Regions from separate parts of the Ovis aries genome. Here region 2 is linked to region 1. A link is a contact called in public Hi-C data. All regions are on one chromosome and are shown on one strand. The core of a region is the stretch at or near the end of the contact, and the rest is flanking DNA. Distances in the headings are between cores, read along the strand shown.

The links. Hi-C and Micro-C count contacts between places; a contact is called where the count stands out from the background.
Region 2: a contact with region 1 is called in a Hi-C map of tail adipose tissue, with 3 times the contacts expected there. The contact joins two enhancer-like sites. A contact is called at or near these places in 10 of 16 Hi-C or Micro-C datasets (blood, mixed tissues, muscle and 4 more).

What each region holds. Positions count from the first base shown.
Region 1 is chr19:55,874,205-55,880,601 of ARS-UI_Ramb_v3.0, forward strand. No RefSeq gene overlaps it. Among named protein-coding and RNA genes, the nearest start is that of TRH, 15 kb to the left of the region's middle. Within about 2 kb of position 1,332, at least 3 of the 54 cell types and tissues checked have an H3K27ac peak or open chromatin away from gene starts, as enhancers often do.
Region 2 is chr19:55,943,751-55,950,223 of ARS-UI_Ramb_v3.0, forward strand. The region is part of intron 4 of TMCC1 (transmembrane and coiled-coil domain family 1); the gene reads left to right. Among named protein-coding and RNA genes, the nearest start is that of TMCC1, 51 kb to the left of the region's middle. Within about 2 kb of position 3,416, at least 4 of the 54 cell types and tissues checked have an H3K27ac peak or open chromatin away from gene starts, as enhancers often do.

The DNA of each region.
Region 1 (6,397 bases), core at 82-2,581:
AAACTGCCCAGGAACAGGTTTGGACACTGCCAGGCTCTGTACCCACCACATCTCCCCTGGACAGTGTTTCCTCACTGCCCACCTCGGGGGCCCTGGGAAAAGTCCTGGGCTGAGAGGTGCAGCAGCTGGGGCCAGACCCGCTGGGAACAGCTACAGCTGTCACAGATCCAGCCAAGGGCCAGGCATGTGGTCTGATAGGTGGGAAGCCACATAGGGATTCCGGGGACCACAGGCTACAGAATCACTGTTTACTGCTCCCCCAGCCGAGTGCTACAACTTTGTACAAATAAAGAAACATTTGTTGGAAGGGAAAGTCGCTCGGTCATGTCCGGCTCTTTTCGACCCCATGGACTATACAGTCCATGGAATTCTCCAGGCCAGAATACTGGAGTGGGTAGCCTTTCCCTTCTCCGGGGAATCTTCCCGACCCAGGGATCGATCCCAGGTCTCCCACGTTGCAGGCGGATTCTCTACCAGCTGAGCCACATGGAAAGCCCAAGAATACTGGAGTGGGTAGCCTATCCCTTCTTGAGGGGATCTTCCCGACCCAGGAATCAAACCGGGGTCTCCTGCACTGCAGGAGGATTCTTTACCAACTGAGCTATCAGGGAAGCAAACATTTGTTGAGGGCTTTAAAAAAAATCATTTATTTGTTTGGCTGTGCTGTTCTCTGTTGCTGTGCAGGCTTTTTCTCTAGTTGTGGTGAGCAGGGGTTACCCTCTAGTTCCGGTGCACGGGCTCCAGAGTGTTTGAGCTTCAGCAGTTGCAGCTCCCAGGCTCCAGGGTAAAGGCTCAGTAGTTGTGGCACACGGGCTTGGTTGTTCCGCATCATGTGGGATCTTTCCAGATCAGGGATTGAACCTCCGTCTCCTGCATTAGCAGGCAGATTCTTTACCATTGAGCCACCAGGGAGACCCTGTAGAGGGCTTATTTTAGGGACCAGAGGCCACAGATCATCTGATGGACCACGGACCATCTCAGTCTACAGGCTCTTTCATTTGGGCAGCACGTGAAAAATTTTTTAATCTCAAGATCTCTGTGGGAGGGGAGAGCACTTCCAGAAGAATGGAGTAAGGACCTCTGAAAATCCAGCCCTCTGTAAGGACAATGAGGATGTTGGCAAAAGTAGTCAAAATCAACTTTTTCAGTGTTCTGGAAATTAACCAAAGTCTTACAGCATTCCCAGGAACATTTATTTTAAGAAAAACAAACTGAGTAAGAGCCGTGAACTTTTGTGGCTATTATCCAAGTCCATCTTCTCTTCCCAGCTCTTCAGTAGCCTTGAAAACCAACAGTTTCACAATCATGATAGCCAGGAAAAACAGTCATTTAGCAGCATCTGAAGGGGGAAGGAGGGCTTGGTGCTCCCTAAAATGTCCTGTCCCTGGGGCTTTGTCATTATTTGACCTGTTGGAAGTTACCTGGACATCTCTGCTCCCACAGCTTGTCTTTATTTGACCTGACTCAGCTCTGTCAGTGTGAACAGCCTTTTCCCTAGGGAACTTTTGTCAAAAAAAGAAAGAAAGAAAGAAAGAAAGGTCAGCAGCAATAATTTAACGTAAAATCTGCCTGAAGCACTGATAACAGATGGAACACACAAGAAGCTGCACAAAAAAAATGTAAAAGGAAAGCTGGGGAATGATACATCCATAGAGGACTTTGAAAAGCTCCAATATGTTATTGGAGGTCTAGAAGGCCATGCACATGGGCAGGGCAAGGCACCTGTCCAGGAAATAACCAAGATGGCCCTAGTGGTTCACTTCTGGCTGACCTTGAGGCTCTGTAGACACAGAAAGTGAAGATCCTAAACTGTCTGATAGAGCATCAGAAGCATGTCTCAACACACAGAGCCTCTCATCCAGGCTGGGAGACTTACTGGTGCAAGGCATTTAAAGAAATCTCTGTTCCATCATTAGCAGACCATTCTGTTAACCAGACGGAGATTTCGGTGACCACACATAACAAAGAACACAGATTTTACAGAATTCATTCAGGGACTTCACCAGACAAACAAACAGCAGCAGCAGCAACGATGCATAACAACAACACACCCTGGGGAGGTGGGGGGTGTCTAATTTCTAGAATTGCTACACTTACTATTTAAAATGCAAACATTTCTGCAAATTTGCAAGACACACAAAGAAACAGGAGAGTATGACCCATACATGAGGGGAAAAGAAACCAACTGAAACTATCTTTGAGGAAGGCCAGATGGTGGACTTACTAGACAAAGACTTTATTTTTTGGTAATCTTTATTGGATCGTAGTTGATTTACAATGTTGCATTACTTTCAGTTACTTTCAGGTGTACAGCAAACTTATGCCAGTGGTCCTTGCAGCATTATTTGCAATAATCCAAAGACGGGTACAACCCAAATGTCCATCAATAAACAAAATGTGATATCATACATACCATGGAAAAGTATTTAGCCATGAAAAGGTCACTCACCTAGAACCAGACATCCTGACAAAGGCATTCCAGTCACACTCATCTCTCATGCTAGCAAAGGAATGCTCAAAATTCTCCAAGCGAGGCTTCAGCGGTAGATGAACCAAGAACTTCCAGATGCTCAAGCTGGATTTAGAAAAGGCAGACGAACCAGAGATCAAATTGCCAACATCCACTGGATCATCGAAAAAGCAAGAGAGTTCCAGAAAAACATCTACTTCTGTTTTATTGACTACACCAAAGTCTTTGACTGTGTGGATCACAACAAACTGTGAAAATTTATTCAAGAGATGGGAACACCAGACCACCTGACCTGCCTCTTGGGAAATCTGTCTGCAAGTCAAGAAGCAACAGCTAGAACCGGACTTGGAAAAACAGACTGGGGAAGGAGGGAAATTGGGAAAGGTTCCAAACTGGGAAAGGAGATGTCAAGGCTGTATATTGCCACCTTGCTTATTTAACTTATATGCAGAGTACATCATGTGAAATGCCGAGCTAGATGAAGCACAGGCTGGAATCAAGATTACTGGGAGAAATAACCTTAGATATGCAGATGATACCACCCTTATGGCAGAAAGTGAAAAGGAACTAGAGCCTCTTGATGAAAGTGAAAAGGAGAGTGAAAAAGCTGGCTTAAAAACTCAACATTCAAAAAACCAAGATCATGGCACTTGGTCCCATCACTCCATGGCAAATAGATGGGGAAACAATGGAAAGTGTCAGGCTTTATTTTGGGGGCTCCAAAATCACTCTAGATGGTGACTGCAGCCATTAAATAAAAAAACGCTTGCTCCTTGGACGAAAAGCTGTGACAAGCCTAGACAGCATATTAAAAAGCAGAGATATTACTTTGCCAACAAAAGTCCATATAGTCGAAGCTATGGTTTTTCCAGGAGTCATGTATGGATGTGAGAGTGGGATCATAAAGAAAGCTGAGCACTGAAGAATTGACGCTTCCGAACTGTGGTGTTGGAGAAGACTCTCGACAGTCTCTTGGACTGCAAGGAGATCAAATCAGTCAATCTCAAAGGAAATCAGTCCTGAGTATTCACTGGAAGGACTGAAGCTGAAGCTGAAGCTCCAATACTTTGGCTACCTGATATGAAGAACTGACTCATTGGAAAAGACCCTGATGCTGGGCAAAACTGAAAGCAAGAGGAGAAGGAGATGACAGGGGATGAGATAGTTGGATGGCATCAGAGACTCGATGAACATGAGTTTGAGCAAGCTCCCGGGGGGTTGGTGACGGACAGGGAAGCCTGGCATGCTGCAGTCCATGGGGTCACAAAGAGTCAGACACGACTGAGCGACTGAACTGAGCTGATGAAAAGGTCTGAAGTACCAACATTTACTACTACACAGATGAACCTTGCAATCATGCTAAAGCGAAATGAGCCAGATAAAAAAGAACAAATATTATATGATTCCAATTATATGAGGTACCTAGAGTGGTAAATTCATAGAGTGGAAAGCAGATTAGTGGTTCCTAGATTCAGAGAGGAGGGGATAATAGAAAGTCATTGCTTACTGCCTACGTAAAGCAGTCCTTCAGGCTGAAATGAAAGGACACTCAAGAGTAACTCAAATCGACAGGAAGAAATAAAGAGCACCAGCATAAAGGCATCTACCCAGGTAATTCTAGAAGATAGCATAAATACATTCTTTGGTGTATAGCTCTTTTTTCTTTTGTTTAATTTTTAAACAAAAAGTGGGTAAGCTTATAACACATGAAGATATCATTTGTGTGGCCATAGGAGGACGAAGAAGGGGAGGGAACAGAACCTTAAAGGAGCCCTGGGCACATCGGTCATCATCTCAGCCCCCAAAGCCTGGTTCAGGCCCTGGCTCCCGAGTCAGTCATCTGACCTTTATTGGTCGCTCACTCTGGGGGATCTGGTTGTGGCCAAGAGAAACCCAGTGGTCCCTGCCTTTGCACACAGAGCTCCTGGCCCCAAAAGACAGGTGAGAAGGAGTTTTTCAGCGTCTGCTCAGAGCAGAGGGACTGGGTCCTGCTTGTGACTTTTAGAGGAATTTTGTCAGGCTTTGGCGTTAGGGCTTCCCTGGGGGCTCAGATGATGAAGAATCTGCCTGCAATCAGCAGACCCAGGTTCAGTCCCTGGGTAGAGAAGATCCCTGGAGAAGGGAACACTGCCCACTGCAGTATTCTTGCCTGGAGAGTCCCATGGACAGAGGAGTCTGGCAGGCCATGGTCTGTGGGGTCACAAAGAGTCAGACTTCCACTTTCTTTCACTTTTGGCTTCAGGGAGAGAGTTCCAGGTACGAGGCAACCTTCCGTTTTCTGCGCCTCACTTTCCTCCTTGTTTCTGCTGCCCCTCTTCGACCTCTGCTCTTTCAATTGGTTGTTCATTATGCAAAGCCTCCGCTCTCACCTTGACCTGGGAGCTAGGGGTGGAGGATGGGGCGGTGGGGCAGGAAAGTTGTGAGAGTGTGGCATGGGAAAGGGGGGCGGCACCAGAATCAGCGTGTGCAGAGCTCTCACCATCTACCCCCAAGCCAGTGCTCCTGTTCGCCCTCCTGTCCAGATACACACACAGCTTTCCTTGCAAAAATTCAGCAGTAGAAACTGTTCTTACCTCTGCACATATAATTGTGTGTGTACGCGTGCGTGTAACAGGATGCTAAATTGCAGCTTCCTACTCAGTCACCAAGATAAAATGGATAAGACATTCCAGGCCACGATGCAAATGGTCAGAGGAAATTAACAAAAACCCACTGTAAGACCTTAGCAGGTTTTCCAAGCATTGAGGATCTCATGATCTAGTTATTGGAGATTAAATAAACTTCTGAGTGGTTAGTGGCTCAATTGTGTCTGACTCTTTGAGACCTTGGACTATAGCCTGTCAGGTCCCTCTGTCCATGGGTTTCTCAAGGCAAGAATACTGAAGTGGGTTGCCATTCCCTTCTCCAGGGGATCTTCCCAACCCAGGGATCAAAGCCAGGTCTCCTGCATTGCAGGCAGATTCTTTACCCTCTGAGCCACCAGAGAAGCCCAAATCTGTGACAGCCCTCATATAGAAGGAAGGAATCTTGGCCCCAGCGTTCTGCCAGTGCAAGGAGGTGGCAGTTGTGAGAGACTAGGGTTTTTCTTGGTTTGCTGCTGTGGCTGGGGCCTGGCCTGGAAAGTGAGAAGTTCCTCAACTCTGGGAAGAGAACAAGAGGTTGTGATGGCATGGTCTCTCACTAAAATCAGAGGCCAAGGGCTCAGGAAAGGAGCAGCCAGCAGGGGCCCCCACGGCAGGGCTCTCGAGGGCTAGAACCAGCCAGGGCAGGTGTGGGCTGACTCCTTTCAGCTTTCCTTTCACTCCCTTAGGGTTTCACAAGACTGTGTGAGGGCCCCAGGCTGGACTCTGTTTACTCAGAGGAATCAGGTGAGAAGCAGTGTGGGGAGGGGGAAGGTTCTAGAACAACCAGCCGGGCAGCCTGACGCAGCAGGTCAGAGGCAGCTGATGGATGGGGTGGACAAGCAGTTCATCTGTGAATAATGACTCTGGGACCACAGCCTCCCACGGCGAGTGGGTGACATTAGAGGTCGTGGCGGGGCACGGCTGGGGGATTTAGGGGGCGACTTCAGAAGGGAGGCGCCTGATGTTCGGGAGCCTGAAGGGGGTCAGACTTTGGAGAAGAGGCAGACAGTGGAGCGTCACGGGGGCAGGGGTTCTCTGCAGCCAGACTGCCCGGGGGTGAGTCCCAGGGATGCTGGAGGTTAATCCATCTCTCTGTCTGTGATCTCGGCTGTCAAAGTGAGGGTGTATGAGGATTAAATGAGTGGGTGCTGGGAAGTGCTGAGAGGAAAGCCCGGAGGTATGTGTTTATGAAATAAATAACGGTGCTGAGTGAGGGGGGAGATGGGGGCCGTGTGGTCAGATTACAGACAGTTCCTGTGAGGCACACTGAAGACTCTCCCCAGGCCCTTCGCAAAGAGGGGTG
Region 2 (6,473 bases), core at 2,166-4,665, 72 kb after region 1:
TCCTGAGGGGCAAAGAAAGTTCCTTAAAATGATACGCAAGACCTCCCATGATTTAGCCCATGTGGACTTCTTTACCTCCTACAACTTAACAGCTATTACTCTTTCTCACGCTTTTTATTTTTCCTCTAAAGTTTTTCCTTTTGTCCATATCTTGACTTACTCTTTCATTCAGTCATTCGTTCAGCAAACATATAATGAGGTGTTCCAGTCACTGTGGATACTGTGATGTACAGAAAAAGATGTGATCCTTACTCTCATGGAGTTCATCATTAGATGGGGATACATATTAAATAATCACTTGAGCAAATCTAAAGTTTCAATTGTGGCACATGCTACTAGAGCCGATTATAGGAACTTATGACCTAGTTAAGGATGTCACTTCTGTGAGGAAATGACAAAGATCTGGAGGGTAAGCTGAGGTAATTAGGTGATGGAGAGAGAACTCCAGGTGCAAAGGTGCTAAGATGGAAGGACGCTTACTGAGTATGAGGGACGGGATGGCAGGTGTGTGTGCGTGTTCATGCAAGCACACGGTGGGTAAGGCTGGAGAGAGGGGAAGGAGCTCAGACAGAGGTTTCAGATGGTGTTCAGGAGTTTTTCTCCATTTAAGAGGAATGAGGAGTATCAAAGCATTTTAAGCAAAGGGGAGAGTTTCACGTTTGTGATTAGAAAATATCACTGTGTTTATGGTGTGAAGAGTGGGTTGCACTGCATTCAGGTGGGATGCAGATAGATGAGCTGGAAGGCGGTTGTGGTAGTTTGGGTCTAAAATGAGATGGTGGGAGCGGAAAGAAGAGTTGCCTCAGGGCAGGGGTGTGTCTTACTCCGCATGCCAGTACTTCCGGCTTCCTGCATGGCTCAGTGGTAAAGAATCTGCCTGCCATTGCAGGAGGTGCCGGATCGATCCCTGAGTCAGGAAGATCCCCTGGAGGAGGAAATGGCAACCAACTCCAGTATTCTTGCCTGGAGAATCCCACGGACAGAGGAATCTCAAGGGCTAACAGTCCATGGGGTCGCAGAGTCAGATACGACAGAGCGACTGAGCACGCATCCAGTACTTTGGCCCTTGAATTATTGGTTTGATGAATTAGTAGTAAATAGACAGGGAGCAAGAAACGATATCTAGTTAGGGAGTTTGAGAATGTATGTGGAGAAGTTTTTGAAATGGAGTAATCTTTCATTTAATTATTCATCAGTACTTATTAAATACCAGCTATGTACTGGGCAGTTTTCTAGGTAGTTAGAATACACCAGAAAATGAAACAGGCAAAAATTTGTGCCGTTATGGAGGCTTACTCGGTATTGAAGGAGATAACATACAGTAGATATAAAAATGAATAATATGTTACGATGAAGTGTGATGAGTATTATGGGAAGAAAAGAGCAGAATTAGAGAAAGAAAGAGATTAGGGCTGTGTACAGAGGGGAGGGGAGTTGCCGTATAAGGTAAGGTAAGCCTCGCTGAGAAAGTAACGTTTGAGTGAAGACTTGAGATGAAGAAATGAGTCATGAGGCTGGCTCTCTACTCAGATGGATGAAGTAACTCCAGGGTAGGAGCTCACGTTCCCCGCCTGATTGTCCAGGGAATAGCAAGACCATTGTGGAAAGCTGAGTGACGGGGGACAGTAGTACAGGATGGCCTCAGAGAGGCCGCAAGGGGCCAGCCTGGGGAGGGCTTCATAGTGATATCTCAGTGTAGACACTCTTCCGTTTTATCTGTATAAAATACCGTGGGATGGGAGACATTTCCCCTCTGTGTGTGTTTGCTCGGTAATTGTTCAGTAATTGTTCCACTGAGTGTTAGACCTACCATTGTTTTAGGTTAGGCATCTGCACACTTTTTCTGTAAGTAGTCATTGTAAGTATTTTCCGCCATCTGGTCTGTCTTGCAACTACTCAGTTGTGTCGGAGCATGAAATCAGTCACCCATAATATGTAAATGAACGGGCATGCCGGGGTTTGACTGGTGAACAGCGTCTGGGCCTCGGCCCATACTTTGCCCACCACAGTCTTAGGCGCTGAGAATACATGAGTGAATCAAACAAACGAAAATACTCGCACTGGAGAAGTTTAGGAGGAGGTAAGCAAAACATGTAAGTAAAGTGCACAATGTGACCGTTGAGTAAGAAGATAAAGATTCCCAGGGAGGGAAGTTTTAAGCAGAGTGGTCGGGGAAGACCTCACTAATACACAAGCAAAGACCTGGAGGATGCGAGGAAGCAGACCAAACCTCTGCAGGGAGACCTGGGGGAACAGCAAAGGGTAAGGTCCCAAAGGCCTGTACTGTGAGGAAATGTTACGGAAGTTGGATTTTTTTTGGCATTGTGAAAGGGGAGAACATGATAATGCACGTCAAGGCCGTTAGCTGTAGCCACCCGTCTGCCGTGCCTGATGGGTGAGGAGCAATACTTGAAACGTTTTTTACTAATGAGAGTTTAATCTGTATGTCTTATTTAAACTTAGGTTGCATGGTCTAAGTGTTCAGTTCAGTTCAGTCGCTCAGTCGTGTCCAGCCCTTTGTGACCCCATGAGTTGCAGCACACCAGGCCTCCCTGTCCATCACCATCTCCCGGGGTTCATTCAGACTCACGTCCATTGAGTCAGTGATGCCATCCAGCCATCTCACCCTCTGTCGTCCCCTTTTCCTCCTGCCCCCAATTCCTCCCAGCATCAGAGTCTTCTCCAATGAATCAACTCTTCGCATGAGGTGGCCAAAGTACTGGAGTTTCAGCTTTAGCATTATTCCTTCCAAAGAAATCCCAGGACTAATCTCCTTTAGAATGGACTGGTTGGATCTCCTTGCAGTCTCAAGAGTCTTCTCCAACACCACAGCTTAAAAGCATCAATTCTTCGGCACTCAGCTTTCTTTACAGTCCAACTCTCGCATCCATACATGACCACTGGAAAAACCATAGCCTTAACTAAACGGACCTTTGTTGGCAAAGTAATGTCTCTGCTTTTCGATATGCTATCTAGGTTGGCCATAACTTTTCTTCCAAGGAGTAAGTGTCTTTTAATTTCATGGCTGCAGTCACCATCTGCAGTGATTTTGGAGCCCAAAAAGATGAAGTCTGACACTGTTTCCACTGTTTCCCATCTATTTGCCATGAAGTGATGGGATCAGATGCCCTGATCTTCGTTTTCTGAATGTTGAGCTTTAAGCCAACTTTTTCACTCTCCTCTTTCACTTTCATCAAGAGGCTTTTTAGTTCCTCTTCACTTTCTGCCATAAGGGTGGTGTTAGTAGTTTTCAAAAAAACAAAATTGAACCAAGTCAAGAGCTTACTGACTTTATTTGACAATTCATGAATTGGGCAGCATTCAGTCTGAGCAAATAGAAACGAACTCTGAAGAGCTGTACAGAATAAAAGACTTCTAGGCAGAAGGGAGCAGGAACAGGAAGTTACAAAAAGTGTGTTGGTTATTGCTAGGTTACTCTCCTTACAGAGGATGGCAAGGGTTACGTGCTGCTGCTGCTGCTGCTGCTGCTAAGTCGCTTCAGTCGTGTCCGACTCTGTGTGACCCCATAGACGGCAGCCCAGAGGCTCCCCCGTCCCTGGGATTCTCCAGGCAAGAACACTGGAGTGGGTTGCCATTTCCTTCTCCAGTGCATGAAAGTGAAAAGTGAAAGTGAAGTCGCTCAGTCATGTCAGACTCTTAGCGACCCCATGGACTGCAGCCTACCAGGCTCCTCTGTCCATGGGATTTTTCCAGGCAAGAGTACTGGAGTGGGGTGCCATTGCCTTCTCTGGCAAGGGTTACCTAACTAGTGCTAATCGGCAGTTCCTGGTTGGCTGGTTTGAGTCCATTTCTGGGAGAGGCAAAAAACTGTAATTTAGTTCTCAGTTTGATGATATGAGAATTAGCATAAGAGACTCCATTTGGGGCCTACTGTGTTTTGTTTTGTTTTTAAATAAACTTACTGTGTTTATATGTAGCTTTTAAAATAGTCATGTCCAGTGGCCTTGTCAAAGGTGTAGACTAAAACCCATTCTTTCTCATTCAGTAACAAATAGCTTGTAGACTTAGAGTATGTGGATTTCCCAGGGTTTATAAATAAGGAACACTACCCTCCACAGTAAATTACTGCAGGATGGTATTCCACTCTGTTCAAATGAAAGGGAGATTTATAAGATTGAGTTAATTGAGCCGTGTGCAAAACCAGAAAGCCTAGGTATAATGTTCTTCCAAAGGGGAAAGAAACGAGGTGATGGGAAGGATAATTCCTGTTGCTGACCACAAGGTGGTACCCCTAGACCAGGAGAAGTAGGCGGAAGTGAGGAGATGACTCCTACTGTGACAGGCCATTAACAATGAAGGAATTATACCTTGAGAAGTCACTAGCTCAGGGAATTGTTAGGATATGGGCTGGATTGAGTAGTGACTATCATACGTAGTAGTAGGCGCTCTTTTAAAGTACTGAACTGAGCTGGTAACTGTGGAAATGGAATTGACGATAGAAGAGTGGGTAGAATTTACTGACAATGTTAGAATTAAAAATAGAGATACTGTTGTATGGCCGAAACCAGCACAAATTATAAAGCAATTATCCTCCAATTAAATAAATAAATAAAGTGAATTCCCTGGTGGTCCAGTGGCTGGAACTCCAGGCTTCCAATGCAGTGGGTCTGGGTTCAATCCCGGGTTGGGGAACTGGATCCCATACGCTGTAGCCAAAGATCCCATATGCCACAGCTGAGACCCAGTGCAGCCAAATAAGTGAGTAAATAAATACTTTTAAAAATAATTAAAGATAAAATTGAAAGTCCTAAAGTCTGCTTGGGAGAACTAGTAAAATAATGTCTGTTTTCCTAAAAACAAAAACATTGAAAATTGTATTTTTAAAATGAAAACCAATAGAGATCTTTCTCGTTTGTGTATTTAGTGTCAGTTTGGTAGCTAATACTATCAAGGAAATGATATCATCAAAGAAATGATACGGGATGGAAAAGTAGGGATAAATCAGAGATGAAGTTGTGTTTTCAGTTGTTCTGTAGTAAAGGTACTTTATAGAACAAAACTCGTATGCCAAAGGAAGTAACTTTTAGGCTTATTGACCCTAACTCAGAGGTCTAGAATGTGTGGAATGAAATGTGTGAAATGAAACTTCCCAACCCAGGGATCGAACCCAGGTCTCCCTCTTTGCAGGTGGATTCTTTACCAGCTGAGCCACAAGGAGGTCCAGAATGTGTATGTTTGTTTTAATGCAGTATGTTTCTGTGGTGACCCACAAGATACCTTTATTATCCTTAATGATCTTACGCTGATTTTTAATGTGATTTTCCTAAGAGTGGATTTGAAGGTGTAGCTAGGATGTTCTTGACCTTGGTAGACTTACCGTGCACAGTTATCATCATAAGGATGCCACTCCAAGTTCTGTTTGGTTTTGTTTTTAACATCTGAGTTGTATTCCTTCTGTGATGAAGGCTCAACATAATGCAAAGGCAAGTTTACTCTTCAAGTTAAATTTAATCTCCTTTTCCTTTATATTAAAAAATATATAGAGACTTTAGAGTAATTAGACCTCTAAAGGAACATAGTATGTACCTATACCTTCTGCTTTCCCCTTTTATTCACAGAGGATTTGAGTACTTTATCAGTAGCCTTCAATCTTAAGAGGGAGGGAGAATTTTGGCCCCCAAAGTCCACTACTATTTTTTATTTTTTTAAAATCCAGAACCTTGTTACAAGAGTTTGTCTTGTGACTGTTAGCTTCCCAAAGACTCATAGGTAGATAAATAGAAGGCCAGACCAGGATCATGTATGATAGAAGATAATTACTAGAACAGATTGTGATCATAATGCCGCATTATATGTAAAGAAAGGTAGGCAGCTTTGGCAGTTAGCACAGTATTGGGCTTTAGTAAGTATTTGTTAATATTTGACTTGTTTTGATGTTACATCATCGTGACCTGTGATTTCGTCAGTCAATGGGAGCTGACCAGATTTCATACTTCAGGATCAGCATATATTTATTAGGCATTAGTGTCTCATTTTATGTATGGTTTGACTTTGAAAGCATCTTGTTTCCTAAATAGAATCCTTTAAAATATGTAAAAAATGTTTGATTTAAAAAATCAGTCTTGGAGAAATCTCTTTGTAAAAAGAATTAGCAAGGATTTATTGGTTTATATATTACAAAAATGTATCTTTAGCCAAAGATCAAGTAAAATTTTTGTTGGTGGTAGTTTAGTCGCAAACTTGTGTCCGATTCTCGTGACCCCGTGGCCTGTAGCTCACCAGACTCCTCTGTCCATGGGGTTTCCCCGGCAAGAATACTGGAGTAGGTTGCCATTTCCTCCTCCAGGAGATCTTCCCAACCCAGGTCTCCTGCATTGCAGGTGGATTCTTTACTGACTGAGCTATAGAACTGGCAATTACATTTTATTTTATCACAGTAACATTTTACTGGGGTAAAGAGCCCTGACACAGATTTCGATATCATTGTAATGAAGAAGCTAAGAATTTAGAAA